Linked DNA regions of Zea mays: region 2 is linked to region 1. The links are chromatin contacts, called in public Hi-C maps. All regions are on one chromosome and are shown on one strand. The core of a region is the stretch at or near the end of the contact, and the rest is flanking DNA. Distances in the headings are between cores, read along the strand shown. Region 1 holds the start of LOC100274180 (Ubiquitin carboxyl-terminal hydrolase-related protein). Region 2 holds the start of LOC100194231 (putative bifunctional inhibitor/LTP/seed storage protein family).

What was found. A called contact is a pair of places that touch in the nucleus more often than the background predicts.
Region 2: a contact with region 1 is called in a Hi-C map of leaf, with 2.5 times the contacts expected there. The contact joins the promoter of LOC100194231 here to the promoter of LOC100274180 in region 1. A contact is called at or near these places in 3 of 25 Hi-C or Micro-C datasets (endosperm and leaf).

Annotation. Positions count from the first base shown.
Region 1 is chr1:13,922,842-13,927,698 of Zm-B73-REFERENCE-NAM-5.0, reverse strand. It overlaps LOC100274180 (Ubiquitin carboxyl-terminal hydrolase-related protein), which reads left to right and starts at 2,228. Exons shown (of 13, transcript NM_001360559.1): 1 at 2,228-4,772. The coding sequence starts at 2,313.
Region 2 is chr1:14,212,463-14,217,319 of Zm-B73-REFERENCE-NAM-5.0, reverse strand. It overlaps LOC100194231 (putative bifunctional inhibitor/LTP/seed storage protein family), which reads right to left and starts at 2,920. Exons shown (of 3, transcript NM_001352340.1): 1 at 2,484-2,920; 2 at 2,238-2,318; 3 at 1,687-2,137. The coding sequence starts at 2,820. The coding sequence ends at 1,977. LOC100280629 (CCR4-NOT transcription complex subunit 6) reads right to left here. Exons shown (of 13, transcript NM_001153547.3): 13 at 4,031-4,569. It overlaps LOC100280715 (40S ribosomal protein S28), which reads right to left and starts at 827. Exons shown (of 2, transcript NM_001153634.2): 1 at 717-827.

The DNA.
Region 1 (4,857 bases), core at 979-3,478:
GGTCGGGCCCAACTACAGGGCGCGGGTAAGCGACCAGATCTGAATCGGATGGGTAGGATTATGTCTGCTCTAATTAACTCTGGGCCGCTTGATTTCAGATGGACGCTTGAGATCCCGCGGCAAGCCTTGGCAGGGTCTCATTGGCTGCCAGCGGCGGCACCGCCCGATCCTGCGGCAGAGTTTTGCTAGAGGCGAGGGCGCGACCACGCCGGGGTCCCAGGGTGCTGGAAAGGGCTCAAGTGGGTTCGGGGTGACACAGCGGACTCGGTCGTGGGCACGACACCGGCGTAGAGGCATCGGAGGGTACCAGTCTGCGGTGGAGTGGCCTTAACAGCGGTGCTAGCCTACTCCGGCGAGCTATTGTGTGAGCAACAAGGCAGGAAATGGGAAATTAGGGGCCTAGGGAGGTGAGTTACCTCGAGAGACGGCTCTGGAGCGCTTGAGCGACGACGAAAACACAACGGGGGCCCTGGTCGACGGCGGCGACGACACGACTGCATGACGAGGATTCAAGTGAGCGTGAGCAGGGGAGAATAGAGGGGGTAGGGGCAAACCAAAGGGTGTCTTGGGTTGCTAGCGAGGAGGCGGAGCTCACCGGGACAACGGACACGGCCGAGGCTCGACGGTGGACGCAGAACGATCCTGAGGTCGCGGCGGATGACGATGGTGCTCCACGGGCGCGCAACGTGCGAGAGCTCTATAGAGGGGCGCTACTGGGCGAGGGGAGTGAGTGAGTGGGGTGCAGGCTCAAAAAGGAGGTCGGGCGTGTGGGGAGGTGGCCAGGAAACACGCGACGTGGATGCATCCACGGCGTGGTGTGCGGACGAGAGGTTAGGGAAGCGGAGGTGGCTGACGAGTGGGGTCCGCGGGCCAGCAAGGGAGTACTCACGAATGGACGGTCAGCGCTGACAGGGCAGACCCATCAGACAGAGGGAGAGCGCGCGCGAGAGAGAGCGAGATGCGGCGCCGACAGGATGGCCCCACCGAGCAGAGGGAGAGAGGGAGCGAGGGTGCGCGAGCGAAGGCTGGCGCTGACAAGTGTTAGATGTTCTAGATGATTTTTAAAAACATTGCATGTTTTGGAAGGGTTTCTAAAGCTGACTCTGATCATGTTCTTCTAAGCATAAGTATCTAGTTGCCAATGGCTCTAAAGATTTATTAGTTTGTCACCGTAGACTTGGTCACGTTGGTTTTGATCATCTAACTCGTGTTAGTGGTTTAGATCTTATATGTGGTTTGCCTAGGCTTAAGGGTGATAGTGATTTAGTATGCTCTTCATGTGCACATGGTAAGATGCCTGCAGGGATAAATGAAAAACACTCTAGGGCATCTTTTACATATTGACATAGTTGACCTTCACGTGTCCAAACTTCTTGAGATATATGGCACGTTGAAGATTACTCTAGATTTACTCGGGTTTTCTTTACGGCATCTAAAGATGAGGCTTTAGCCTTTAGGTCATTCCAAAAGTCTTGTTCTTACATTATCTATTGATCTCACATGATCTCTTAGAGCTATTAGAAGTGATAACATGATTGGGTTTAAAAATTCTTATTTTGATCACTTGTGTGCTGGAAAAGCTATTGCACATCAATTCTCATCAACTAGAGTATCTCAACAAAATGATATTGTTTAAAGAAAAAAACATAACAATAGTTGAAATGGTTAGGACAACAATGCGCTATGGATTTTTTACTCTTAGGGCTAGTTTGAGAACCCCATTTTTTCAAGAGAAATTAGTTCATTAATCCCTTAGAAAATGAGGTTCCTAAACTAGCCCTTAGAAAATGTTGTATTGAAGCTTTGTGCCATTTAGCTTTATAATATTTTTTTGAGATAAAAATACCAATACTATTTTTATAAATCTAGCCAACCTCGAACTCATTTGACTCATACGAAATGAGCGATGAACACTTGTTTTGCGAGAGAGTGTGTAGACTTTTCTTGACGGAGTACTCCACAGTGTCGCATGTGAGAACCTGTTGTGGCATCACAGGTGACGCTCGACGACGGTGAGGTGACAGTGAACCAGAAACCAAAGCCCAAAAGAAAAACAAAACGTGGCCCATGGAGCCTGGCTGAAGTCCTGAACGGATGGCCGGTGTACGTGTACCGTATCTCGTATCGATCCGACCTCGCGGTCCGCATCGGATCGTCTAGCGCACGCTCGCTCTCGCTCTCGCTCTCGCTCGTGTTAGGTGTAGAGACCCAGACCTGGACCCACCGCGGCGGCACTCCAGTCCGGCTGGCTGCGCGTCTTGTTTTATGGGGTATCCGCGCGGCGCTCCGGTTCGCCCCCAAATCTCATTCCCATGGGCCGGAAGAAGCGAACCTCCGCACCAAACCCTACTCCGCCACCGCTGGACGCCTCCCGCCGGTCGCCGGCGGCGGCGGAGAAGCCAGCCGGCATCGGCAGGGAAGATGCCGCCGTGCGCGCCGAGGTCGACAAAGCGCTTGCGTGCCTGCAGCGGGGCAGCCACGCGCGTGCGCAGCGCCTCACGAGGGACGCCATCGCCCGCCACGGGGAGGCCTCACCGCTGCTCCTGCGGGCGCACGGCACCGTCCACGCTCGCGCCGCCTCCGTCCTCGACGACCACGCCAGCCGCGCGCGCCACCAGCGTACAGCGCTCCAGGCGGCCCAGCGCGCCGTCCAGCTCGCGCCGGACTCCATCGAGCTGGCCCACTTCCACGCCATGCTGCTCTTCGACGCTGCCACCGACTCCCGCGCCTACGATGAGGTCGTCGCTGAGTGCGAGCGCGGCCTCAGCATCGAGGCCCCCTCCGACCCCGCGCCCCACTCCCTCAGGTTGCCCGGCCCCGACGTCGACCAGGTCCAGTCCGAGCTCCGCAACTTGATCCAGAAGGCCAACCTCGCCTCCATCTCCTCTTGGGTCAAAAACATGGGCGGCGCGGGGGACGACAAGCTTCGCCTCATCCCTGTGCGCCGTCTAGCGGACGAGCCAATGGAGGCCCGGCTTGTCCCCACGGCGCCCTCCCCGCGCCGCCCAAACGAGATCAAGAAGGCGACCAAGACCACCGAGGAGCGCCGCCAGGAGATCGAGGTACGCCTGGCTGCCATGAGGCTGCTGCAGCAGCAGAAGGAGCAGAGCAATGATGTTGTGTCTGCTACCCCTGCCTCTTCCCGGTCACATGGAGATGATGCCCCCTCATCGTCTGAGTCATCGGTGGGCGGACATCGAGCTGACCGGAGAAAAGGTGGGTCTAGGAAAGCAACAGGCTCATCCGCGTCTGAGCGCACTGACCAGGTGCGTGCCTACTGGGGCTCGATACCAGTGGAGCAAAGGCTTGCATTCTTAAACACTAGCATTTCTGAGCTCAAGTCACACTATGCTTCTGCAATGCACAAGGAGAAAGATGCTGCCAGTGCAGCATCTGATGTGCTCAATGAGGTGATACAATTTGCCAACAAGCATGACAAGTGGGAGTTCATGGTATGTGGTAGGTGTCGGGAGCAGTTTACACATGTGGAGGCACACCGGTGGCATGTCATGGTTGAGCATGTTGGGCTACTCTCATCCGAGCTGCAGGAAATGGTTCCGCAGGAGATTGATGCTGACTGGGCAGAAATGCTCAGTGGTTGCAACTGGAGGCCATTGGATGCTACTGCCGCACTGAAACTTTTTGAGGAAGATCAACACAACAACCTTGGACCAGATAGGGAGGATGAATCGAATTCGTTAGATAGTTGGAGTAACAAAGCCATGGACATGTCAGAATCCTCAGCCTGGTCACACAACGAGGAGTCTAGCGGTTTTGGAGTGGTGGTGAGGGAAGGTGACACCAAGTGGCCATTCTCAGATGATGACGAAAGGGCCAAGATTTTAGAAAGAATCCATTCATCGTTCAAAATCCTTGTGAAGAACCATAATCTTTCAGTGCACAATCTAAACAGGGTGATTCGATTTGCTGTAGAGGAACTCAGGGGGTTGCCATCTGGGTCACTACTGCTTAATCACTCTTTGGACGAGTCGCCACTTTGCATTCGCTTCTTGGAGGCATCATCACTGCAGAAAGTAGATAATTTCTTGCAGGACTTAATGCAGGCTTCTGGACTTAATAGGAACTTACAGAAGGCTGAAGGATTAGGTGACGGGGATAGTTTCATCCAAAACCACGATGTACTAGAGAAGGTTACCCTTAATTCTGATTCATCAGAACTGATCATTGATGGGCACACCTTCGGCGGAAAGTTTGATTCCGAGAGTGTTGATACTGATGCATTGCTTTCATGGCTGTACGCCGGATCTTCAATTGGTGAGCAGCTATTGGCCTGGAATCGTATGATCGACGAAAGGTCAAATCAGTGCGTCGACCTTATTCGAGCACTTGGGAGGGAGTTCAACAACCTGCAAAACTCATGTGAACGGAAACTTGAACAGCTGAGAAATGAGGATGCCTTTACTTCTGTGGAGGGCCTCTTTTGTGAAGAGCAAACACGAAGGGAGCAGGTGGGACGGTATGGATTCCAAACTTTCGAGGAGCTCCTCAGGAAGCGGCAGGAGTTTTTGGAACACAACACTGAGGAGCAGTCCGACAGTAACAGATCTGAGATAGATGCAATCTCAGCTATTTTGAAGGAACTTCACACATCACACTTTGGTTATGATGAGGCCCTTACTGGCATGGCCCCACGCTTTTCTGACTTCGATGGGGGCGAAGAAGATGAATGGAGGCTGCATGATTTTATACATCCAAATGATTCAATGGTACACATGGTTGTATCAAAGATGAAGGAACATGTTACTATGGAGGTTAGTTTTTCTGGATTCTGTTCACTGCAGGAGTTACATAAAACCTTCAAAATGCATTTATAATATATGTTCCATAACTTTTTTT
Region 2 (4,857 bases), core at 1,671-4,170, 290 kb before region 1:
TGGCAAACAAATTAACAACATTACACAAACAAAAAACAAACTAGGAAAAAGAACACGCTCCATCTGGTGTCCAGCAGATTGCCTTTGCAGTATGAAAGAGAAGTGAAGTTCACAGGTTCTTGCTATGGCACAGTCCAAACTATTACCATCACCTTGCAGTCGGTAGGTTCTCCAAGAATGCTTGCCTGTTGTGGGCAATGCGCTAAGAAATAACTGTCCTTCACGATGTTCGATGCTTAATTAGACAAACCTACTGATCAGCTTTATTCACGGACTACATTTAAACCTGGAGACCCCTCAAAGTTCTACCACAAAGTCTCTACAGATCACATGAATAAGCAAGAACAGATTCCTGGTCACACAGCGCAGCATCCAACATTCAGAAGGAACAAAATCAGAGCTACCTACTCATCCATCACGTAGTAGCCATGGCACGAGAGAGAAAAAAACAGCTTAACACCAGAAGATTCAGGGCGCTCATACAACAACAACCAAGTCTCCCCAACTGTCAAAGATTTTATTCGCTGTACGCTGTCAGCCTTTTCGCTCAATGAAAATAACTAATGTGAAGCTTTGCTCCCCCGAATTGATAAAAAAAGTCTGGCAGACATGAAAGTGGTACTACAGTAACAAATGAATAAACACGCGACACAGCATAAAGCCTGCAGCTACGGCATATAACAGGGATGGATACACTGGAGATATAAGATGATCACCTCTCGCTTCTCGCGCAGAGTCGCGGACGGAGGACGACGGGCTTACGAAGGAAACCGGGGCGGCGGCGGCGATGACAGCACTGGAGGAGGAAGGAAACCCTAGGCCTATATATAACAAAAGTAGTGGGGTTTGCACTTTGTAGCTGAGCCCAGGGCCCCAGGCTGCCCTGGACGGGAACGGGACGCGCTGGCTGCCATTGCGCTAGACCGTCTGGGTGGGCGTGGGCCTCATCGAAAGCCAACTCGTGCGTTGGATTCAGTGTGGGCCGGACCGAGTTTCAGGCGTGACATGAATCATGATTGGCAGTTTCCAAAGGCCGGCCCGTTACGGCCCACGGAGACTGCTCGCGTCATTGCGCGCGTGCAAGCGCAATGGCAGTGCCTGTCGCATGTTGTGTCCTGAACTATCGACAATTCGACATAAAGTTCACGTGGCACCAAATTAATCAAAACCAGAAAAAACATGAATTCAGGTGTGTTTGATTGGGATGACAGAATGAAATAAGATAAGACGATCTTATAAATAATGTTGTTTGTTCAGAGTCAGAAGTTAGAATAAGACTATCTTAGTGTTGTTTCTCACAATTGGAGGGACGAGAAAAGACGACAAGGGACGTTTATATTCTGTTTGTCCTTAGCTGTCCCACAACCAAACCTTAGCTGTCCCGTAACCAAACGCATCCCTACGGCCTTGTTCGTTTGTGTCGGATTGCACCCGGAATCGTTACAACTAATCAAAGTTTATATAAATTAGAGAAGCAATTCGGTTAGAAATCGTTCCGACCCACCAATCCGGCACAAACGAACAAGGCCTAAATGGACGGACTAAGTCTCGCCTAAATGGACGGACTAAGTCTCGGTAACCGTTTCCTAGCTTTAAGAATCTAGAGATGTGATACGGCTTACCAAGTTTAAGAACCGCAGATGTATTTTACATCGACATTCGTACATTACTAAGATCTATCCCATTAACCGTGTCACGAGTGGAAGTTCTCTTGGCTGATCAAATGTTCAGATAAAACAGCAGTGCCAAGAACAAAAAGGATCAGCAGCCAGATGAGAGGTAAGGTACTGCTGATACCCCATCGCCTTAGCTTAGCTTAACCCATGCCCTAACATCTCGTACCCATAGCATAACAGGAACACACAGTGCAACTACTACAACAACAAGGACACCAGCAGCAAATTGTCTGTCACGTCACGTACTAGAAAGAACAACAACACATCAAATCCTACTGGTGGCACAACTTGACAGAGGGTCTAGAACGAGCTAGGCGACAGCTCTGGCACGAGCAGGAGGAGGTAGCCGGCGAGCAGCACCGCGAGTGCAGCACCGGCGGTCGCCGCCGAGGAGGAGACGCCGCGTCCGGTGGTCGCCTGCAGCGCGCGGGAGTCGGTCGTCGCCGTCGAGTTGTCCTTGGCTGCAAAAGGACAGACAAGAGAGTGGTCTCAGATCGAAAAGGAAACGTCAAATGAACGAAGAGCAACGAGGAGGCAGTGGAGGTAGAGAGGCAGGCTGACCTGGAGCGGCAGTGGAGCCCTTGTCGCCGCCGGGGCTGAAGACGGCGGCGTCTTTGGAGCCCGGGGGAATATGCAGGAGCTCTGCAGCAAAAATAAAATAAAATAAAATAAAATGACACAGACATGATTTGGCTTGGGGAGAAAAGAATGAAGCAGTAAGAAAAGCAACGCCGGGCCCGGGCGGCGGCCTTGTGGCTTCGCTAGCACTGGCTGGCCGGCTGAAGGAAGAAGAAAGCGAGGACGTACGAGCGCAGTGGGAGACGTTGGCGCGGGTGGCGCCGCAGGCGTTGGGGAGCGCGAGCGCGAGGGTGGCGTTGATCTTGATGCCCAGGTTGGGGTCGTCCTTGTCCTTGACGAGCACGCACAGGCACTTGGGGCTCTTCCCCAGCACCTGGCGCAGGCCGCCGCAGCAGTCGGGCGGCGGCGCGCGGGCCTGCCCCTGCACGTACTGCAGGCACGGCGCCAGGCCCACCAGCTGGTCCGCGCACTCCGTCTTGTCCGCGCTCATGTCGCCGCCCGCCACGGACGCCACGGCGATGGCCGTGGCCGCGGCCAGCGCCAGCACCGCAGCCCACCGCGCCATCGACGACGAGCTTGTGTTATGTGTGCGTTGGCCCGTGCAAGCTCCCTCCGCTGCGGGCAGCGGTTCAAGTGTGGCTGTGTGACTTGTGAGTGAGTGAGTGAGAGCTGGCTGGGATGTTTGGTGAGGGGCAGTTATTATAGCATCCGGACGAGGTCGACGTCACACAAGAGAAGTTGAGAGGAAGCGCGGCGTGGCGTGCCCGGCCGCGCCAGCGCTGCTGCTGGTCTGGTATGGACAGGCGGGTTCGCAGTGGCATGGCACACTGTTTCATGACCTGCCGAGGACGGGACTGGAGGGGGCCCAGCTGTCTGTCCGGTCTCCGTCCTGGAGTGTGGTCACTGCTCCAGTGTTGTTGATGCAAGCGCCGGCCGGCCACACGACGTTCCACTGGACGCCAAATCGAACTCGCCCTCGTGTTCACGGATTCTCTGGCTATGGCGCCTCGCCGTGCCGACTGTCGCAGGCGGCAGTGGAAACTCCATGTGCTGCCATGGGTGGACAGGACACACTGGCTTGGCTTGACAGCAGGAAAGAGAGAGGGCAACTGTATTGCGTCGGTGACGCACCGGAAACTCCTCCATGTTCATGTACTACACACACACACAAACAAACTCGTCTCGGGCACGGAATTGCCTTGCATCGGCGACGCACCGGAACCTGTCACGGGACTTCTTGAACAGATAGATTGACATGGCAAAAGAAGAACCAACTCAACTAATCCTTCACATGAAGGAAGCAGTAAAAGGGAACACGATTCTCATAGCTGTTAATTAGTTTCAGAATCCGTACGCGGACAGGACCAGCCATCTAAATGCGGGCTTTAACTTTCACGTACCAGGGAAAGCAGCAGCACAGCCGCAATGAATCGTGCTAGTAGTAGGCAGCATAGTGCACAGGCTGCTGTTACTGTAGGCAGGGAGTGGCGTCAAGATGCTGCCAGCGCAGCGGGTGGCATGATCACATGACATCAAAGACTGCCGCCGCCTGCATTGCTAGTCTTTCCGATCCATCGGTCTTTTTTACACAGGCAAATTACCCAACATTGCCAGGCTACATTATCCCACCAGCAGCTTCCATCTCTTCCAAACCAGTTCCAACATGTTATTGCCATGTGAAACAAATTACTTTGTATAACAAGTTCAGGAATAAAAATATATATATATAACAATAGATTGAGATGGGTGCTTCAGAAACCACTGCAAGAGAGACATCAAAATTCACAGTTTTCATTCAGTATAGCTTCCCCAATGTGAAGCTCTCTCTAGTCACCAGGTATTCGTTCAATATCCATCATAGATAACCCGACATCACTTTTCAACTAAGCATCTTCAACACAGTAAACTACGCCAAAGCTGATCCCTGCTCAAGAGACATACATACACTATGGAAGGGGCCATTTTTAGTTTGTAAGAACTAGAGCACATTCATGGTAGGAAACAAAAATGTGGACAATGAACTCACATTGAAGAGGGGGGGGGGGGGGGGGGGGGGGGGAGGGGGGCGAGAATGTGAGGATGGAAAACTAAAACGGCACACGAATCTATTAAATCATTTCTCTTTGCATTGATAATATATCTTCTATTGGAAGTCGCATTCCAACTAGTGCCACTAGAGAACATCGAGGCGGAAATGTAAAAGGGTGAGGAACATAACAAGCCTCTTTCCCTTAGGCTTCTCGTTCCTGCCTTCGCCAGGGTACATTCTCATCATCTCATGCGATTGTCAAGAATCCCTCCCCTACAGCTCCTCCTGGCAAACACAAACGAGTATGATATGAGATATAGATGGTAACATCATCAGGGTCAATACATGGGCACATATACTAGCACAATTTCTAGCAGATCATGCATTCAGTGGGTTCCACAATCAAGCATACAACTTAAAAATATAAGAGACAGACCTTAATATTATCTACAATGAGTGGGGTCTGGGGAAGGAATAATCGAGGCAAGACTTACCCCTACAAAGACCATTAACATGGGGGACAGGAAGTAAAGTCGAAGGCAGTATTGAATGAGTAATAGTAATATTCTCCCC